3 separate regions of the Mus musculus genome follow, and regions 1 and 3 are each linked to region 2. Evidence: chromatin contacts called from public ChIA-PET and HiChIP or PLAC-seq data. All regions are on one chromosome and are shown on one strand. Each heading gives the region's core, a stretch centred on a gene start, on an enhancer-like site or on the middle of the called end of the contact. The rest is flanking DNA. Distances are from core to core; before and after follow the strand shown. Region 1 has its middle 41 kb from the start of Gm24382. Region 2 has its middle 93 kb from the start of Mbnl1. Region 3 has its middle 69 kb from the start of Gm24382.

Region 1 (2,700 bases), core at 201-2,700, 240 kb before region 2:
CACTCCTCTGTTGAGGGACATCTGGGTTATTTCCAGCTTCTGGAACCTATTATAAATAAGGGTTCAATGAACATAGTGGAGCATGTGTCCTTGTTATATGTTGGAGTATCTTCAGGGCTGGAAGGTAGTGGTGGGGGCACACCCTCATAGAGGCACGGGGGAGGGGGGAAGGGATGGGATAGGGGGCTTCTTGGAGGGGAAAGGTGATAACATTTGAAATGTAAATAAAGAAAATATCCAATAAAAGAAAAAAAAGAACTGAAACATAAAAAAGAAAGGTAAACTGTGACACTCCTTGTGACATATAACAGTTTCAATAGGGAAATTTACTTAGTTTAGTTTAGGTTTGTTTAGGAGGGAGGATTCCATGGTGGAGGGCAGGTATGGAAAGGGAGGGCAGAGGAGTAGGACTTCACAAAAACAAACAAACCAATACTATAAGTTCAAAAAATCAAAAGCGTATAGCACTGCAGGTCCTTCATGTTTTCCAAAAGCTTGCGTCATGCAGAGCTGATTGGTCCATGGATTCCAGCACACTTTGTTCTGATTTCACAGTGTGGTTCTGCAATAGTTGTCATGATGGTTAAAAATAAACTACCAGCTCATATAGGAAGCATAGAGATCTTGTAATACAGGGATTTTTTTTAAAATCAGATTAAGAACTGAGGTCTAATCAGGCGAAGTCCCTGGAGAGAGTTGAAGGAAATAGGTCTAGGACTAGGTCCTAGGGGAAAGAAGGAAGATTGATTTCTACAAGTTACATTCCTTTTCCTGGACTCTGCTCTTCCCTTGAATACAGTGTTTCCCATGCTCAGTTCTCATGGAAAAACATTGCCAAAAATTAAAGCTAAATTTTTAAAAGAGGCTGGCTAGGCTTCCTTTTTTTTTTTTTTTTTTTTTTTTTTTTATCAATGACAACTGACTAAGCACATAACAAGAGACAGAAGATGCAATGTCCAAATAGAAGGAAAAATCAGCAAATCCTTTACAAAGATGCAAAGATTCTCCTACAGTTACATTCAATGCCTAGTGTCATAGACTGCTCAAAACAACAGCAGTGCACACTCCAGGGAAGCATGCAGATTTATGCTAAACAATGTGCTTCATTTTCCTTCTTCATCTGTCCCCGTACTTGCTCACATTCTTGCTTGCCAACAAAGACAACTAATTAGAGTGAGTTAAGGAACTCAGAACACAGCCTTCAAAGTATTTAATCTTTCCAGATAAAAGAAAATACAACTATGCTAAATTTTACTATCCCTTCATAGAAAGCACTTAAAAGTTTTTGTTTAGTTGTCTTGTTTTAAAATCATCTCTGTCAAAGGTAGAGTTATTTCTACATTTAACGTTCTTAGGTTCAAACATTTGACAAGCACTGCACCATCTACCAAGGTATCAGCATTTCAATTAACAAAGGCTGCAAGAGTCTATGTTGACACAGGACAAAGAGCAGATAGACTATCTAGTTAATCAACTACCCAGTAATCTCTACAAACAAGTGTGTTGCACCTGCTTTAACATTTATCCTCCAAGGAACACAGAAATAACAGGAAATGTAACAAATCTTTTAGCAAGCTTTCTCTCCTCTTCCCTATTCCTCTGTAAACTACTAAGGCTCTTCAAGGCCTCTTCCTGCTCAGCCATCCTCAGGTCTGACATTCCCTCACCATATCCCATTCTTAGCTCTTGTATTTAAAGTCTATTTTTATCCCTTCTCTGTTGTCCATCTTCAGTGGTCTTCACATATCTCAGGGCAGCTCACTCATTGAGTTTCAGTTCCAGTTTCAAGGTTTGTGTGTGTGTGTGTGTGTGTGTGTGTGTGTGTGTGTGTGTGTGTGTGTGAGAGAGAGAGAGAGAGAGAGAGAGACTGTGTTCACTTCTCAAGGAATTCACATCAGTAGTATCCACTGTCTTCTTGTGTTTCTCCACTTAAATTTCCTTTAGGTGACATTTTGTTGTTGTTATGGCTAAAGAGAATGAAGTCAAGGTTAGAAGGATTGGTCGCAAGAATCAGTAACTACAGGGCCACCAATGGAGCAAAGGTTTATAGGGAAGATGTCTGGTACTTTTAAAATTTTTATGAAGGAAGAGTCGGAATAAGATATTAAATTTGTCTTAGCAAACACAGGTTCTTTTCCTTCAGCGTTAGACTGTTATTTAACCTCTTTCTCATTCATTGGCTTCCTCTCCGGTGCTGTAATTTTCTCTCATTATTTACATAGGATGACTGCATATTTACTCTAGATGGGAAAGAAAATATATATTGAAAGACCTTTGTCATTGAACTAGCAACGAGGCTTTAATCTACTAAGAATAGTCTTTTAGTGCCCTAAATCTTTTTATCTTTCTGTGAATTACCACTTGGTGTGCCAAGGCCAAACATCAAAGGGGCCACAGACTTACCCAACAGTTAAGTGGGCTAGCTGCTTTGGGTGTTTCTGCTAATTGGTTGATAAAAGCCTCTCCAGAGCCAGAACTTCTGAGTGATCAGATGATAGAAGGCAGTGTGTACAGGAAGTCTCAGAAATTCCCATCCCCCTGCCCTTCCCCCACACCACTGTGCTGCTGTTGCCTCTGAAGCTGGACTGGAATGATGTGTGTCCCATGATTTCACATATTTGGCAGCACCTTGACAGGGTTGGCTTGCCTGCCTGCTTGCTTGTTTTGCTAAAGTTTGCTCTTCAGGATAAAACCTCACAA
Region 2 (2,700 bases), core at 187-2,686:
TTACGTTTTTCTGTGAAATTAGTTTTAATATTCATAATTACTTACACAGATTGCTGATTATAAAAAAAGTGTAGCCACTTATTTGGAAAAGAAAAATAAGAAAATAAATCTCCAAATCCTATAAGTCATGTAATATATATATATATATATATGTGTGTGTGTGTGTGTGTGTGTGTGTGTGTGTGTGTGTGTGTGTGACTTGTATGCTTAAAAATGTTTTCTAAATGTTTGTTTCACTTCAAGTCATATGATGTAATTTTTCCTTTGCCATTAGAAAATAGCAACATAGCAGTCAACGGTTACACAATATTTCATCATACACCTATGCCTCCTTCTTTTACGTGTTTATAATCCCCCTAGGGAAAGAACCACATGCATCTATTTCAGTTGCCATTACTAGAAAAACAGGACTAATGAGAGAAGACCTGATTGCAAAACAGATACTTCTCAACCTAGAAACTGGGGAAAGGCACAGCCAGTGTATAGCTGAGGGCTTTCAGTGGGGGAATCACTTAAAGTGGCCAAACTGTGATCTGCTCTGACACAGAGACTGGATTCAGTTACATGCTGTTGATTGCTACTATAGAAATATTCAATGACAATGACATGCCATTTTATCTTTATAGAAATAGCACTCACTTTCTCTCTTCCTCTCTCTTCTTAGATATTTTTACAGGTATGAGTTTTTTGCTTTCAGTGTGTGCACCATGTGAATACAGTGCCTACTATGGACATCAGAAGAGGACATCAGATCACCTGACACTGGAGTTACAGAGCCATTTGTGAACTGGCACGTGGATGTTAGCAACCAATCCCAGGTCCTAGGCAAGAGCAACAAGTGTTCTTAACCAATGAACCATCCCTTCAACCCAGAAACCATTTTCTAGAAATATTTTAAGCCAATTTAGGAATAAAAGAAACTTTCATGTCTTTATATTTCTATGATAAAGGAGGTATTTTTTTTCAGGAGGAAAATATTGCTTCTGATCTAAAGTGGAATACACATTGACAGAAGCTTTCCTTACCATTGAAAGTAAACATATTTAACTATATTTTATTGCTTCATGAAACAAATCTCTCTCTCAAGTCTCTACTCACAGGCAGCTCATGATTGCAGTCATATTTGCTTTTTGTGAACTTCACTCACCTAACCAGCAAACAGAAGCTCTTGTCATCCCTGAAACTGTCTATTTCTGTGTTAAAGAACATTACTTATGTAACGTCTGAAGAAAGGTAACCAGAAAGGTAACGTGATAATCCTGTAAATGAACACAGCATTGGCTGATTGCCCTTGTCCCTCCCCTTCAGTGGATCTTTGGATGTATGATCAGAGCAGGAACAGAGAGGTCCCAGCTGACCCCTCCTGATCCAGTTCTAAGTGGCACGACTCTGCTCTCCGTGCTTATCTTAAAGATCACTTTGTTGTCTTCATGAAAAGTCCACACACATGTCTGAGGCCATAGTGCTCTGCTTTGTTGATAGAATGTCTGGCATGAGCCACAGACGTCTTGGAGCAGCAACTGTTTTTAGTGGCAAGCTACCAGGACTCTAGAAAAAAAAAAAAAAAAAAAAAAACCTTTGCATTTTTCCAAGCAGCGGCTGCATGCCTTCCAAGCCTCTGTTCATGTCTGCCTTTAGAAGAAGCTGAAAGTACCTCTCTCAGTGACAAAAAGAAAATAACTTCTCTTTTCTGCTTCAAAATTATTTGATATAAATAAGATGTGTCGACTGCCTCTACTTTCGTTTTCACTCCACCCGACTCAGTCCTTCCTGTCTCTGCCAAACTAGGAGACTTTCCCTGGGTGTTCTTAAAAGGTCATCTCATTTCAGAAGAAAAACAAAAGAAATAGGGATAAAGCACACTTCTTTTTTCTTTCCTATTTTCAAGTAACTTTGTGAGAAAGAACCAAAATATGTATAGACCTGATTGCAAATTCCCTGCAGTTAAAATATAAGCTACTTAACACTAACTGTAATGTTGCCTGCCTCACAAATGCCTTCTCTGCTGTCCAGGACCTTGAAGAAAGCCATAAAAGGGAAGGAATATAATTTTGTTTGTTGGCACTTACTGAAAAGCTAAAATAGAATAGTAACAGCAATCCCTTTTGCCAGCTCCCCACCAAAGAAGTTGTGAGATCACAAGTTACAGGGGCAGTGCAGGGCCCATGTTCTCAGCTGTGTTCCAGAGCAGCTGACAGGATCAGTTCACCAATATCAATCTAAAGCAACACAGAGCACTTGAGGATATCTAAGATGATTTACAGAATGCACAGCTGTATACATGGATGTAGTGCATTTTTAAAATGTAGCTTTAATTGGAAACATGATAGTCCTTTTTCACTTCTTGGTAAGAAATGGGATTTTTTTATGTTAATTATCAAGTATGGAAATACCAGATTTGTAATCATGCATTTTGTTTTCTGGTTAATGAACTACAAAGACAATATATAATTTATAATTTATTTTTAAAAACTCCAAAATCTTTAAGAAAAGTTGAGATGCTCAGACACTGGCTAAATCATGACAATAATAAATGACTGTTATCCTGCAAAGTTATTGCTCTTTGTAAATGGGACTCACTGAGTGTCTGGAGAGCAGTTTAGTCCTTCGAAGCCCAGTAGTTTATATAGTGAGACTGTACATATGTTTTAAGTTTCTTATATTTCCAATTAGGTAAATTATTTAGAGTTTTGACCCAAG
Region 3 (2,737 bases), core at 18-2,517, 210 kb before region 2:
GTTTGGAGCTGAGACGAAAGGATGGACCATCTAGAGACTGTCATATCCGGGGATCCATCCCATAATCAGCTTCCAAATGCTGACACCATTGCATACATTAGCAAGAGTTTGCTGAAAGGACCCAGATATAGCTGTCTCTTGTGAAACTATGCTGGGGCCTAGCAAACATAGATTTGGATGCTCACAGTCAGCTATTGGATGGATCACAGGGCCCCCAATGGAGGAGCTAGAGAAAGTAACCAAGGAGGTAAAGGGGTCTGTAACTCTATAGGTGGAACAACAATATGAACTACCCAGTACCCCTCAGAGATTGTGTCTCTAGCTGCATATGTATCAGAAGATGGCCTAGTTGACCATCAGTGGAAAGAGAGGCCCATTGGTCTTGCAAACTTTATCTGCCTCAGTACAGGGGAAAGCCAGGGCCAAGAAGTGGGAGTGGGTGGGTGGGAGAGTGGGTGGGGGAGCGTGTGGGGGACTTTTGGGATAGCATTGGAAATGTAAATGAAATAAATATGTAATAAAAAATAAATTAATTAAAAAATAGTTTGGAGCTTATATGTCATGAAACAACTGGGCTATATTTTAGTTTAGTCATCTGGTTGACCCGCCTCTTACATAAATGGTTATGTCAATTCATTTAAAGAATTCCAATACTAGTAAAATGTTTATGGTTTTTTCTTTGTGTGTGTGTGTGTGCGAGAGAGAGAGAGAGATGGGTGGGGGAGACACAAAGGAAGAACTACCTAGTGCTATGGCATGACAAAGAGTTCAAATAAGTATTTAAGAAGATCACCTCTTCAAGTTCTGCAGCTCTCATGGGATGAGCTACAGCTTGCAATGAGGATGGTGGAGCAGGTAAAAGGCACAGAAGTGAATGGAGCCATGATAGAATCTTCTTTTGTCTGGAGTGTATCAGATTGCTTATATTGAGGAGGACACCGTCATCAGGTTCTGGAAAAATAGTAATACTCACTGAACTCCAAATCTGCCTTCAACTATGGGTCTGAAATAACATTGGCCCAGTAGACCATACAGAATACAGTTTTCTGAAGTTATCCATGTCCTAATCTTTGAAATTTCTGAATTTTATTTTACATGGCATGGGGATATTGAGGTTATCATCAAGTTAAAGCTTCTATCCAATGTAACTGTTTAATTACTAAAATGTGGAGAACCTTTCTGCAGTTTGATGAGTCAGATAAACTGTAGGATCTGTGATGCAGTGAGGCTGCCTGCAAAGAAAAATGAAATTATGAGTCATGGATTGTGGCAGCTTCTACGTGCTGAGAATAGCCAGGGCAAGTACTCCTGGAATTTTAGGAAAGAGCACAGCCTTCTAGTTTATGTTATTCTATACGCTGAATTTGCATTAAGCTACCAACTCGTAACCATTTTTCACAACATTGCAGAGTGTTGAGTCATGTACACCCCCAAAACATATGTCAACCTCCAAGTTTACAGAATGTTTATAAATTATAAATATTATTAGCATTTCTACTGATAATATATCTAAGAATTATTGCAGTAGTTTCTATTATGTTTATATGTATGTATATACATATATAGACTTCCTGTGTGTAGTAGTAGTAGTAATAGTAGTAGTAGTAGTAGTAGTAGTAGTAGTAGTAGTAGTGGTAATAGGAGGAGGAGGAGGAGGAAGAGGAGGAGGAGGAGGAGGAGGAAGAGGAAGAGGAGGAGAAAGAGGAGGAGGAGGAGGAGGAAGAGGAGGAGGAGAAGGAGGAGGAGGAGGAGGAGAAGGAGGAGGAGAAGGAGGAGTCCGATGGATCAGTGATTCTCTCCCAATCTGGGTAAGAGTCTATACAATAAAATAAATTTAGTGTAGTCTAGAAAAGAGGAACTGACCATTGGGAAGCATAATTTTATTTCTTTACTCTCAGGGTCTCCAGCCCAATCTGAGAATAAACTTGACCTTAAATCAAATAGTAAGAGAACTACAAATAGGCTTTTTACACATACTTGGTGAGCCCAACATGAAAATGAAGACTGAGAATCCATATGCCCATTAATATACTATGTTAAGCAAAGAGAATAAGCTTCATAAAAATATTTAAAATATCTAGCAACAGTAAAGAAAGATAAATCATTTTAATAGACTCTCTGTGTAGACTTTTCTTCATGTTTACTCTCCATCATGGGTAGGCATCTGTGACTGCTATTCCTAGTTGTCAACTTGATTATATCTAGAATGAACTCCAGAACTGGAGGGTCTACCTGTGATCCAGATCTTGAGGAATGGAAGACAAGTTTCTGACATGGATCTTGTTATGGAGATCTTGAGGCATAGTGGCCATGAAAATCTTAGGCCCATGCAAGGTAGTACACACCTTCAAGTCTAGGAGACTGAGGTAAGCAGATCTCTGAATTCAAGATCAACCTGGAACAAAGCAAGTTTTAGATCCAGGTGTGGTGCTGCACACACCTTAATCTGCTCCACACCTGCTGGAAGCCTACATAAGGACATTGAAAGAAGAAGTAGTCACTCTTTGATTGCCTATACTTTCTTGTCAGCACATCTGTCAGAACCTTCTTCTACAGAAGACCAACTCAAACAACTAACCACATGGGACTGAGCAACTACTTGATCCTTTGTCTTTTTATTCACAACTGCCCATTGTTGGGTTAGTTGGACTATAGACTGTAAGTCATTACAATAAATCCCCTTAATAAATAGAGACATTCCATAAGTCCTGTGACTTGAGAGAACCCTGACCAAGTC

The links. HiChIP or PLAC-seq counts read pairs in DNA pulled down with a chosen protein or histone mark. ChIA-PET counts read pairs in DNA pulled down with a chosen protein or histone mark.
Region 1: an H3K27ac ChIA-PET map of liver shows a contact between it and region 2, with 4 times the contacts expected there. The contact joins two enhancer-like sites. A contact is called at or near these places in 5 of 484 Hi-C or Micro-C datasets (liver and pancreatic cancer cells) and 2 of 115 datasets of contacts at active chromatin or transcription factors (heart atrium and liver).
Region 3: a contact with region 2 is called in a CTCF HiChIP or PLAC-seq map of the NIH/3T3 cell line, with 10 read pairs. The contact joins two enhancer-like sites. A contact is called at or near these places in 1 of 15 datasets of contacts at CTCF or cohesin (the NIH/3T3 cell line) and 1 of 484 Hi-C or Micro-C datasets (nephron progenitors).

What each region holds. Positions count from the first base shown.
Region 1 is chr3:60,167,266-60,169,965 of GRCm38.p6, forward strand. No RefSeq gene overlaps it. Among named protein-coding and RNA genes, the nearest start is that of Gm24382, 41 kb to the left of the region's middle. Within about 2 kb of position 1,451, at least 38 of the 459 cell types and tissues checked have an H3K27ac peak or open chromatin away from gene starts, as enhancers often do. A contact at or near this core is called in liver, where this site is marked.
Region 2 is chr3:60,407,300-60,409,999 of GRCm38.p6, forward strand. No RefSeq gene overlaps it. Among named protein-coding and RNA genes, the nearest start is that of Mbnl1, 93 kb to the right of the region's middle. Within about 2 kb of position 1,437, at least 225 of the 459 cell types and tissues checked have an H3K27ac peak or open chromatin away from gene starts, as enhancers often do. A contact at or near this core is called in the NIH/3T3 cell line and liver, where this site is marked.
Region 3 is chr3:60,194,949-60,197,685 of GRCm38.p6, forward strand. No RefSeq gene overlaps it. Among named protein-coding and RNA genes, the nearest start is that of Gm24382, 69 kb to the left of the region's middle. Within about 2 kb of position 1,268, at least 11 of the 459 cell types and tissues checked have an H3K27ac peak or open chromatin away from gene starts, as enhancers often do. A contact at or near this core is called in the NIH/3T3 cell line, where this site is marked.